Regions from separate parts of the Sus scrofa genome. Here all the other regions are linked to region 1. The links are chromatin contacts, called in public HiChIP or PLAC-seq and promoter capture Hi-C maps. All regions are on one chromosome and are shown on one strand. The core of a region is the stretch at or near the end of the contact, and the rest is flanking DNA. Distances in the headings are between cores, read along the strand shown. Region 1 holds the start of ORC5 (origin recognition complex subunit 5). Region 2 overlaps LHFPL3 (lipoma HMGIC fusion partner-like 3 protein). Region 3 holds the start of LOC106504991.

Region 1 (2,700 bases), core at 51-2,550:
TTTTTTCACATCACCTTTTCATTTTTTATTTATTTATTTATTTATTTTGTCTTTTTGCTATTTCTTTGGGCCGCTCCCACAGCATATGGAGGTTCCCAGGCTAGGGGTCGAATCGGAGCTGTAGTCTCCGGCCTACACCAGAGCCAGAGTGACGCGGGATCCGAGCCGAGTCTGCAACCTACACCACAGCTCACGGCAACGCCGGATCGTTAACCCACTGAGCAAGGGCAGGGACCGAACCCGCAACCTCGTGGTTCCTAGTCGGATTCGTTAACCACTGCGCCACGACGGGAACTCCACCTTTTCATTTTTGATGTTGAGTTTTAGTAATACGTATAACTACTCCAGTGTTTTGTATTATTAAGACAGGAATGACGTAGGTACTGACAGACAATTCATTTTATAAACAGACAATGTAAACTCAGGGTATTGATAAATACAGCGGAGTACTGTAAATGTATTTCTTTTGCTTATAATTTCCTTAACATTTCCTTTACCTTATTATAAGAATACAGAGTGTAACACAAATAACATGCAAAATATGTGTGAACTGTTTATCAGTAAGGCTATCAATACTTAAATTTGGAGGGAGTCAAAAGTTACATGCCGATTTTCCAGGCCACAGAGGGTCAGGACCCCCTAACTTCATGTGATCCAAAGGTCAACCATAATCACAAAGATTATTACATTCCAGCCACCAGGTTACGAATGTCCTTTTTACAAGACACTACGCAAACACTTCTGTTGTATAAAACCCTGTTCAGTGGGGTAGGAAGCAACTTCGAGTAGCTACTCTGGACTAACACCCTCTCAAAGCTGTAGCATGTGTAAAAAATAACACGTTGGTGCCAGCGAGCTCTAATGCAGGCCGGTCCTTCCTGGGCAGTTTTCCTCAAAAGAGACTTCTCAGAAGTTATCTGAGTGAGAAGTGGGGTTGACCTACAACATCCCCTCTCCCATGCAAAAGATGGTCTAGAGGGCCCCCCCCCCCCGCCCCACTCCAACAAAAATTTAAAAATTGGAACATGTCGCCGGACCACAGAATTGTTTGCCTCCGGAATCTGGAAAAGAGAGTTGGACCACAATACCTCTCCAAACAGGGACTGCAACGTGGACACTTGGGACTCGCGACAAAGCACTATGTTTTCCAGGTGAGGCATTCTGGCGAGCACGAGCAAACAAAGCGGCCTGCAGCCCCCCTCCCTGTCTGCGCAAGGGTCTCAGCGCTCCCGCCGGAAACCAGACTCGCGGGCTTGTGGGAGGAGCTGGCGTGGCCGTGCGTCGCCATGACGTCAGCGCGCAAAAGGCCCGTCGGCAACGCCGTAGTCTTCCCAGCGCCAAGCGCTGGGCGTTGATGTTTTGCGCCACCGGGCAGAATGGTGTTGCAGAACCTGCTTCGTTGCGCTGGGCTTCTCGGGTGCGGCGTCTTGCCACCCGTTGGTCGCGAGGACAGTGCGGGGATGTGCGAACAGAAAGCGGCGGAAGGAGCTCAGGAACCCTGTGGGCTCCCAGTGAACAACGAACCTGTGCCTTTGGTTTTCCTGCTTTGCGGCCCCAAATTTAGAAACTTTTAAGCCCTGGGAGCTTTGTCACGTAGCCCCACCGAGGAGGGGAAGGCGGTCGCGGAGGTAGACCCGCCTTCTTAGAGGGGCAGGCCGAAAGCGGGCTCAGAAGACCGGTAGTCTCAAAAGCTGGGTTTTTTCCCCCTGATGAGAGTGTGGGAAATTAATGGCGTTTGGTGTAAAAAAGACCGATAGAGTTGAAGAAACAGCTTGGAATTATTACTCAGTGCAAGCTACAAAACAGATCTGGAAAAAAAGCCTTTCCTCCTAATGGGAGGAAGTCCCTTTGTAAGTGGGTGAGGGAGACAAGAGTGAAAAACAATGCTGCTTTTAGCATAAGGCTTTCCATTTATTTGTGGAATTACCTACTGGAAACCAAACACTCTAGAAGATTCTGGAAACAAAAAGATTCAGAGGCGTTCCCTGGTTAGGCATTTCCGGCTAAGGATTGGGGTTATCATTGTGAGTCGGGTTCAGTCCCTGGCCTGGAAACTTACGCAGGTGCTACTGGATGCAGCCGAAAGGAAAAAGACATGTAGAAAGAAATGTATGATGAAAACAGGATTTGAAGCTGTTGGGTTGGGCCACTGACTCAACTACTTCCAAAGAGATCTTGAAAGAATTGTTGACCCATTCATTTTGAAAATTAACTTCCTTTTCTATAAAAGAGTGATAATAATAGCTGAGTTATTGCTAGGGGTAAAAGATTATATACTTAGTGCCTGATGTACAATGATTTAAGTCATGGGCATCATAATCAGAATCTTGTGTTTGTAATAGCCAAAAAGATCTTTTGATAGTCATGGTGTCTAACTTACCAGCTAGTCAAAATCAAATTTTAACCAATTCAAGTGCAGTTAAGTCCTTTAAGACAATTATAAAGGGTACAGTGGGACCATCCATCAAATCTTTCAGTGTTTCTTCCTAAGGGAAGCTTCTCACCTTGTGCTTCTCGTCTTTAAGCTCACGTTCAGCCTCCCTGGCCTCCTTGCTTTCTCTGGACCATGCTGAGCCTGCTCCAACTTCTTGTGACTCTGTTCTGGCAGCTATTTACATAGCATTTACATAGTATTAGATATTATAAGTAATCTAGAAGTGACTTAAAATATATGGGAGGATGTGCATCAGTTATACACAA
Region 2 (2,919 bases), core at 126-2,625, 620 kb after region 1:
ATTCTGAAGTAACCAATAGAGTTTCTCAGTGAAGGCTCTTAGATCACAGATGTGGCTTGGATCTGGCTTTAATGTGGCTATGGTGTAGGCTGGCAGCTGAGACTGATTTGACCTCTAGCCTTGGAACCTGCATAGGCTGCAAGTGCAACAGGTATACAAAGGAAAAAAAAAAAAATACTGATGTCTGCTTTCTGCCCAGATCTACCAATTCTGCCCAGATCTACCAATTCTGATTCTTTGGGAATTTTTTAGTTTAACCAGGAGACTCTTAGGTAATAAGATTTGAGAACCACTGACCTCCAAACACTTTCATCAATTTCAGTGAATTATTGTACTTTCAAAGCCTAAGAATTCAATGGTTCCATTGTATGCGTGAGAATCTAAATCCCTTGCTCTGTAAGACTAATTTGTATGCTTTGTAATTCCCAGAGGTTGAGAGCAGGTCTCTCTCAACAACTCCTTCTCCCAAGTCCTCATGCACTGAGGATGCACTGTGACCTGGGCATTGTGCCAGGGTCTGCAAGTTAACCCACCCTTACGGCTTCTCTGATCAGGGACACCCTGCATGTTTGGAGGACTTAAGACAATCTCAGGCTGCAAGAGAGGGCTTAGACATGAATCTTTAGGATTAGGAAAAGGTAATCAGGAGAGTTCTCTTGTGGCTCAGTGAGTTAAGGATCCAGCTTTGTTACTGCAGCGCCTCAGGTTGCTGCTGTGGTGCAGTTCGATCCCTGGCCCAGAAATTTCCACATGCCTTGGGTGTGGCCAAAAAAAGAAAAAGGAAATCATGATAACAGCTAAGGGACCCCCAACTCCCTTGCATCATTGTGATTCTGCTGTGTGTCGGGGGCTTTGCCTGTATTATCTCATTTCTTCTGCACCTACGAAATAGGTACAAGTATGTTGTCCCATTTTACAGATGAGGACGTGGTAGCTCAGCAGGGCTATTCCACTTGTCAGCAGTGAAACAGAGATTCACTCTCAGCAGTCAGCTTCCAGAACGCAGGCTCTTATTCACCACTATGCCAACTTCCCTGCAAGTTTGCCTTTCCCTAATAAGGCAGGAATCAGAGCGGACGCTGTGAAATGTGAATATTTTGAACAACCATGTGGCCACCCAATTTCTATTTCAATGGTGATACATTGTGTATTAAATCCATGAAACACACATGTATGCCAGGCTCTGGAGGTACAAAATGAGTCAACATGTGTCAAGAAGCTCCTGATTGCCATGACGTTGAGTCCCATAGAAAGTCCAGAATTAAAACTCAGCGCCCCCAGCTTCCTTGAGGACATTTAGCTGCACTTTTGCCTTCCTCAAATTCTCCAGGGGAAGTAGTTTCCAACTCCCTTGCATTATCATGATGTCAGAATAACAGCCAGTTTGAGTTCTTACTCAAGCCAAACTTCTCCTATGGGCATGTCATGCAATCTGGGGAACTATCATTTTTAACACCTTTCACTATTTGAAAGTCTTTTCCTCCTTCCTGAATGCTGTTAAAACATCCTGTGCTCCCAAAACTGGTCTCCTCAGTGCCATCCCTGATAATAAAAAGCAAAGCTAGGCCCAAGAGGAGCAGGGGAGTTTCTGGCTGAAGGTTTTGCAGGAGAGAGATGGGGCATGTGGTTTGTAATCATCACTGCATAGCAGTTTCTGTGGCAGTTAAAATCTAGTTAAAACAAGTTGGTCAATTCTAGCTGTGTCCCAGGCTACTTCCTGCTATGAAGGCTTCTCCACTGTCTATTCACTGTTCTTGCAAAAAAATTATTAGGAATATTTCCTGCATTCAAAAAAGAATATGATAGGGAATTCCTACAGTGGGTTAATGATCTGGCTTGTCTCTATGGCATTGCCTGTACCATCAGAGGCCCAGCACAGTGGGTCAAGGATCCAGCATTGCCATGCTGTGGTGTAGGGCACAGACACAGCTCAAATTCGATCCCTGGCCAGGGAACTTCCATGGGCCACGGGTACAGCCAAAAAAAGAAAATAAACAAACAAACAAAAAGAATGTGATAAACACATGTTTACTTGCCACTTAGCTTAAGAGAAAAAGCATAACCAGTGCCTCTATTCAGAGTTGGACTGGCATTTAATCTTGCTTCTAATCCTTTTCCCTCCCTCCCAGACACACACACACACACACACACACACACACACACACACACACACACACGACCTTTTATCTCAGGGTTTCTCTGCAACCTTACTTGACCTTCTTGAAGCCATTTCCTCTCGTGACGAGCATGACCTAGACTCTCCTGGTTCCCAGCGTACATCTTTGATTGCCCCTCTCTGCCTCCTTTAGATTGTCTTCCCTTTACAAGTTTCTGACCTTTATCCTCTGCTCTTCTCTGTATTACCTCTCTTCTCTATATTATCTGCTTCCATCATATTACCTCTCATTGACTCCCAAATCATAATGATTCACATGTCAAAATCTCTAGTCTACATGTTCCATCCAAGATTCATTTCCAAATTCCTTTGGGCATGATGGCATAGACCTGACCAGGCTGTCCCTGTAGCACCTCACATGGGCAAACCTCAGGGATTTACCCTTAATTCTGCCTGGTTTGACATTCTCAACAATGATTCAGATAGAGATATGAGCTTACCAAGTTTGTGAGGGACAAAAAGCTGTGCAGAGTGTCATATAGCTGGATAACTACAGGATGCTCTTCAACCCAAGCCAGTGAGGAACTCTCCAACTCTCTAAGTTGCAGAACATGGAAAGGAAGGGAAGGAGGTAACTAGGGGAAATTTCCAAGATCAGTGGATATAGCAATGGAAATTCCAGCTTCCTCTTTTAAAATATCTTCCACCACCAAAATTTTTGATTATGTGTACCTGCCTAGAACTAAACTCATCATATATCCCATTAAAGTTGAAAAGCCAACATCATTCTTATAGCCACAGAA
Region 3 (2,715 bases), core at 207-2,706, 750 kb after region 1:
GGGAGGGGAAGGCTGGGACAGAGGTGGTTTGGGGAGTGGGAGAGAGCGCATCCTTTTGGGAGGACGAAGGGAGAGGGAAGGGTCTTTCCCAAGGCCTAGGATCAGTATCCTTCCACCCAGTAGTGGCGCGCGCGCGCGAGCTCACCGATATCCAGACTTGAGGGCTACTCAGGGAAAAGGGATAAAGAACCAATCCCACCAAATTCCGAAACTTCCCCAAACCTTCAGTGAATTGTTGAATGCATCTGTTGTGAAACAGACGGAGACTCTGTCCACCTCTCTGCCTCCAGTTGGCCGTCTTCGAGCCTCCCTGGAGAGGCAACGGCGGGCAGCAGCCCACAAGCAAAATGGCGGCAGGCAGCTTCGTCCCCTCCCCCTCTGCCCCTGCGGAGCGGGGCGGGCGGGCCCCGTGCACTTGCCGCCGCCGCGGCCGCCGCCGCCGCCGCCGCCGCGGCCGCCGCCGCCGTCGCCGCCATTTTCCCAGAGCGAGCGGCAGTGACACTGAGCGGGCGCAGGGGGCCGAGTCGGAGACCGTGCCGGAGTCGGGAGCGGCAACAGAGGGGGCATAGACACTCTGAGCAGCCTCGCCGTCGCCTCTGCGTTCCTGCTGACTGCTTCGGTGCCCCCTCCCCTACTCCTCGGTTGCTGGTGAAGAGGCTTCGCGCTGCTGTTTGGGGAGGGGTGTGTGGAGCCGGGTCCTGTGTCCGCAGTGGCTGCTATCGGGGGGTCGCCTGACCGCGGAGGTGTGGAGAGACTCCTTGGGGGTCGAGCACATAACGGGGTTCGGGTGTCTGGTGTGTGAACATCGCAGGTCAGTGCCTGTCGTCTCCTTGGGAGTTCATGGGGCTTGCGGGATGGAGAGACGTGTGTTTCCAGGGGGAGGGGGCTTTCTCATCTTTATCCTTCCGGGGGGGCGGGGGGGAATCGACGTTGGCTCTCAGGTGTCTTGGCGGGGGCAAGACGTTGCTCGTTTGAATCGAATTTATTCTTTTTCCTCCCTGTCCCTAGAAAGGGAGCATTATGGCGGGTTTTAGGGTTGGGGAAGGGGGAAACTGGCAGTTAAACCCCCTAGAGAGTGGGAGTTAGGGAGGGGGCGCACTCCTCGCCGGCAGCGGGTTAGGGCCGCTTGGGTGAGGAGGGAGGCTTCTGACTGTTAGTGGGGTTTGTGCTCGAAGAGGTCCCAGGAGCTGCCAGCTCTCCCTTTCCTCTGCCGCATCTTGTTCAGGTGCTGGGAACCCGTATAGGCCCCATTTTCTTCTGCTACTTCCATTCTTGCCGGGCAGTCTGTGGCTTAATTTTCTCATAAATGCAAAGGGGGTGGAAAGAACGCCCTGGGTCTCTCCCTTTGTGGGAGAACGAGACCGCTCCTCATCTTCCCCGGGAGAGGGTAAACCCGCCCCTGAGGTGGTCACCCCAGTACCCAGCCTTCTCAGTCTCCTCCCCCACTCCTCTTGCATTATCGCCGTCCTTTACTGTACCGGAGGCTTAGAAGCCACAATATGGCACATTTCAGGAAAGCTGATTTTGACCAAGGGATTGGCACAAACACTGTGGCAGCAGGCACAGAAGAGAAACAAACGGTTCACTGTGCTAAACGGGGGAGGGGGAGAGAGAAAACAATCCGGAGGGCTCTCTTCCACCGGCCTCCGTTCGGTAGAGATCCGTTCTTGCCAGACTCTGTCTCAAGAACGATACAGTTTAAAGTCGAAGGGAAATCGCTGGAGTTAGCTTTAGAGTAAACCCCGTTTTGCCCATTTCCCCCCCTTTTTAGAGATGTGAATAGCGTAAGGTATTTGGAGTTCTGGAGACCTTGGAGAGAATTAAGTGAGGTGCATTCAACTCTGGACTGGAGACATCAGTACCTAATTGGCAGACAGTCCGTTTTTTCCTTGAATCTCAGAGATGGGCAGTAAAAAGTGAAATTTCCCTCTTTTGTCCTTTACAGATTCTAAAAATGGCGGCCCCAGGCTGATGTTGTGGTAATCTAATCAGCTCGGGTCCTCCACACCCCATGCAGTGCGTTTGTCTGCAGCATATTACAGGCTTATTATGTTTACATGAAAAGACTGGTTTTTGTTTTTTTTTTTCTTCCCCAATCCGTTTACACAAGTGTGTTGATTTTACTGCAAATTACAATGCTGTGTTTTAGTTGATTAATTTTATGGGTTTTTCCTGAGAGGCAAATGAAATGACACCACTTTTGAAAAAAATAAAAACACTCAGGTAGCCTTAGAAATTTCAGTAATGAGGCTGGGTGTTCTTGAATATTTTTAAAAAAATTATTTGGGGACAAAAAACAGTTTCTGTTTGGTTTAGCCCAAGCGTCTATTATTCAGTAACAAAGTAAATTAAAATATTTAGCAAGTGTAAAGTATTACACTATTTTGTATGATTAAACGTTTTAATCTGGAGTGGAACGTTTCCCATCCAACTCTTGACCAGTTTTTTGAATTTTGGTTTTTGTACTCTTTGAGTTTAATTTTTAGGGAGCTGTACAAACAAGCCTAAACCTGTTACTTCACTGGGTGTGGAGATACTTGTTCTCACTATTATATTTTGCATCCATTTTTCCCATATATTAAAGCATTCCTTAGGAATTCCTTAGATTAATTAATTGTGAATTTGATAAAGTGGAGTTCCATGCTTTGTTGCCCTTTGAAATTGTCTTCTAGCATGCTGTCAGAATTCTGTAAGTAAAAAAGTGAGGCTGTAGTT

What was found. Promoter capture Hi-C pulls out the DNA fragments that hold promoters and counts their contacts. HiChIP or PLAC-seq counts read pairs in DNA pulled down with a chosen protein or histone mark.
Region 2: a contact with region 1 is called in an H3K27ac HiChIP or PLAC-seq map of alveolar macrophages. The contact joins the enhancer-like site here to the promoter of ORC5 in region 1. A contact is called at or near these places in 18 of 47 Hi-C or Micro-C datasets (alveolar macrophages, brain, embryonic fibroblasts and 12 more) and 2 of 2 datasets of contacts at active chromatin or transcription factors (alveolar macrophages and skeletal muscle).
Region 3: a promoter capture Hi-C map of liver shows a contact between it and region 1, with 3 times the contacts expected there. The contact joins the promoter of LOC106504991 here to the promoter of ORC5 in region 1. A contact is called at or near these places in 1 of 5 promoter capture datasets (liver) and 1 of 2 datasets of contacts at active chromatin or transcription factors (skeletal muscle).

The regions. Positions count from the first base shown.
Region 1 is chr9:104,165,230-104,167,929 of Sscrofa11.1, forward strand. ORC5 (origin recognition complex subunit 5) reads right to left here and starts at 1,301. Exons shown (of 17, transcript XR_002335901.1): 1 at 1,089-1,301.
Region 2 is chr9:104,789,381-104,792,299 of Sscrofa11.1, forward strand. All of the region lies in intron 3 of LHFPL3 (lipoma HMGIC fusion partner-like 3 protein), which reads left to right. Among named protein-coding and RNA genes, the nearest start is that of KMT2E, 85 kb to the right of the region's middle. Within about 2 kb of position 1,376, at least 1 of the 83 cell types and tissues checked has an H3K27ac peak or open chromatin away from gene starts, as enhancers often do. A contact at or near this core is called in alveolar macrophages, where this site is marked.
Region 3 is chr9:104,911,349-104,914,063 of Sscrofa11.1, forward strand. LOC106504991 reads right to left here and starts at 1,457. Exons shown (of 3, transcript XM_013979822.2): 1 at 1,152-1,457; 2 at 223-846. The coding sequence starts at 1,457. All of the region lies in intron 1 of KMT2E (histone-lysine N-methyltransferase 2E), which reads left to right.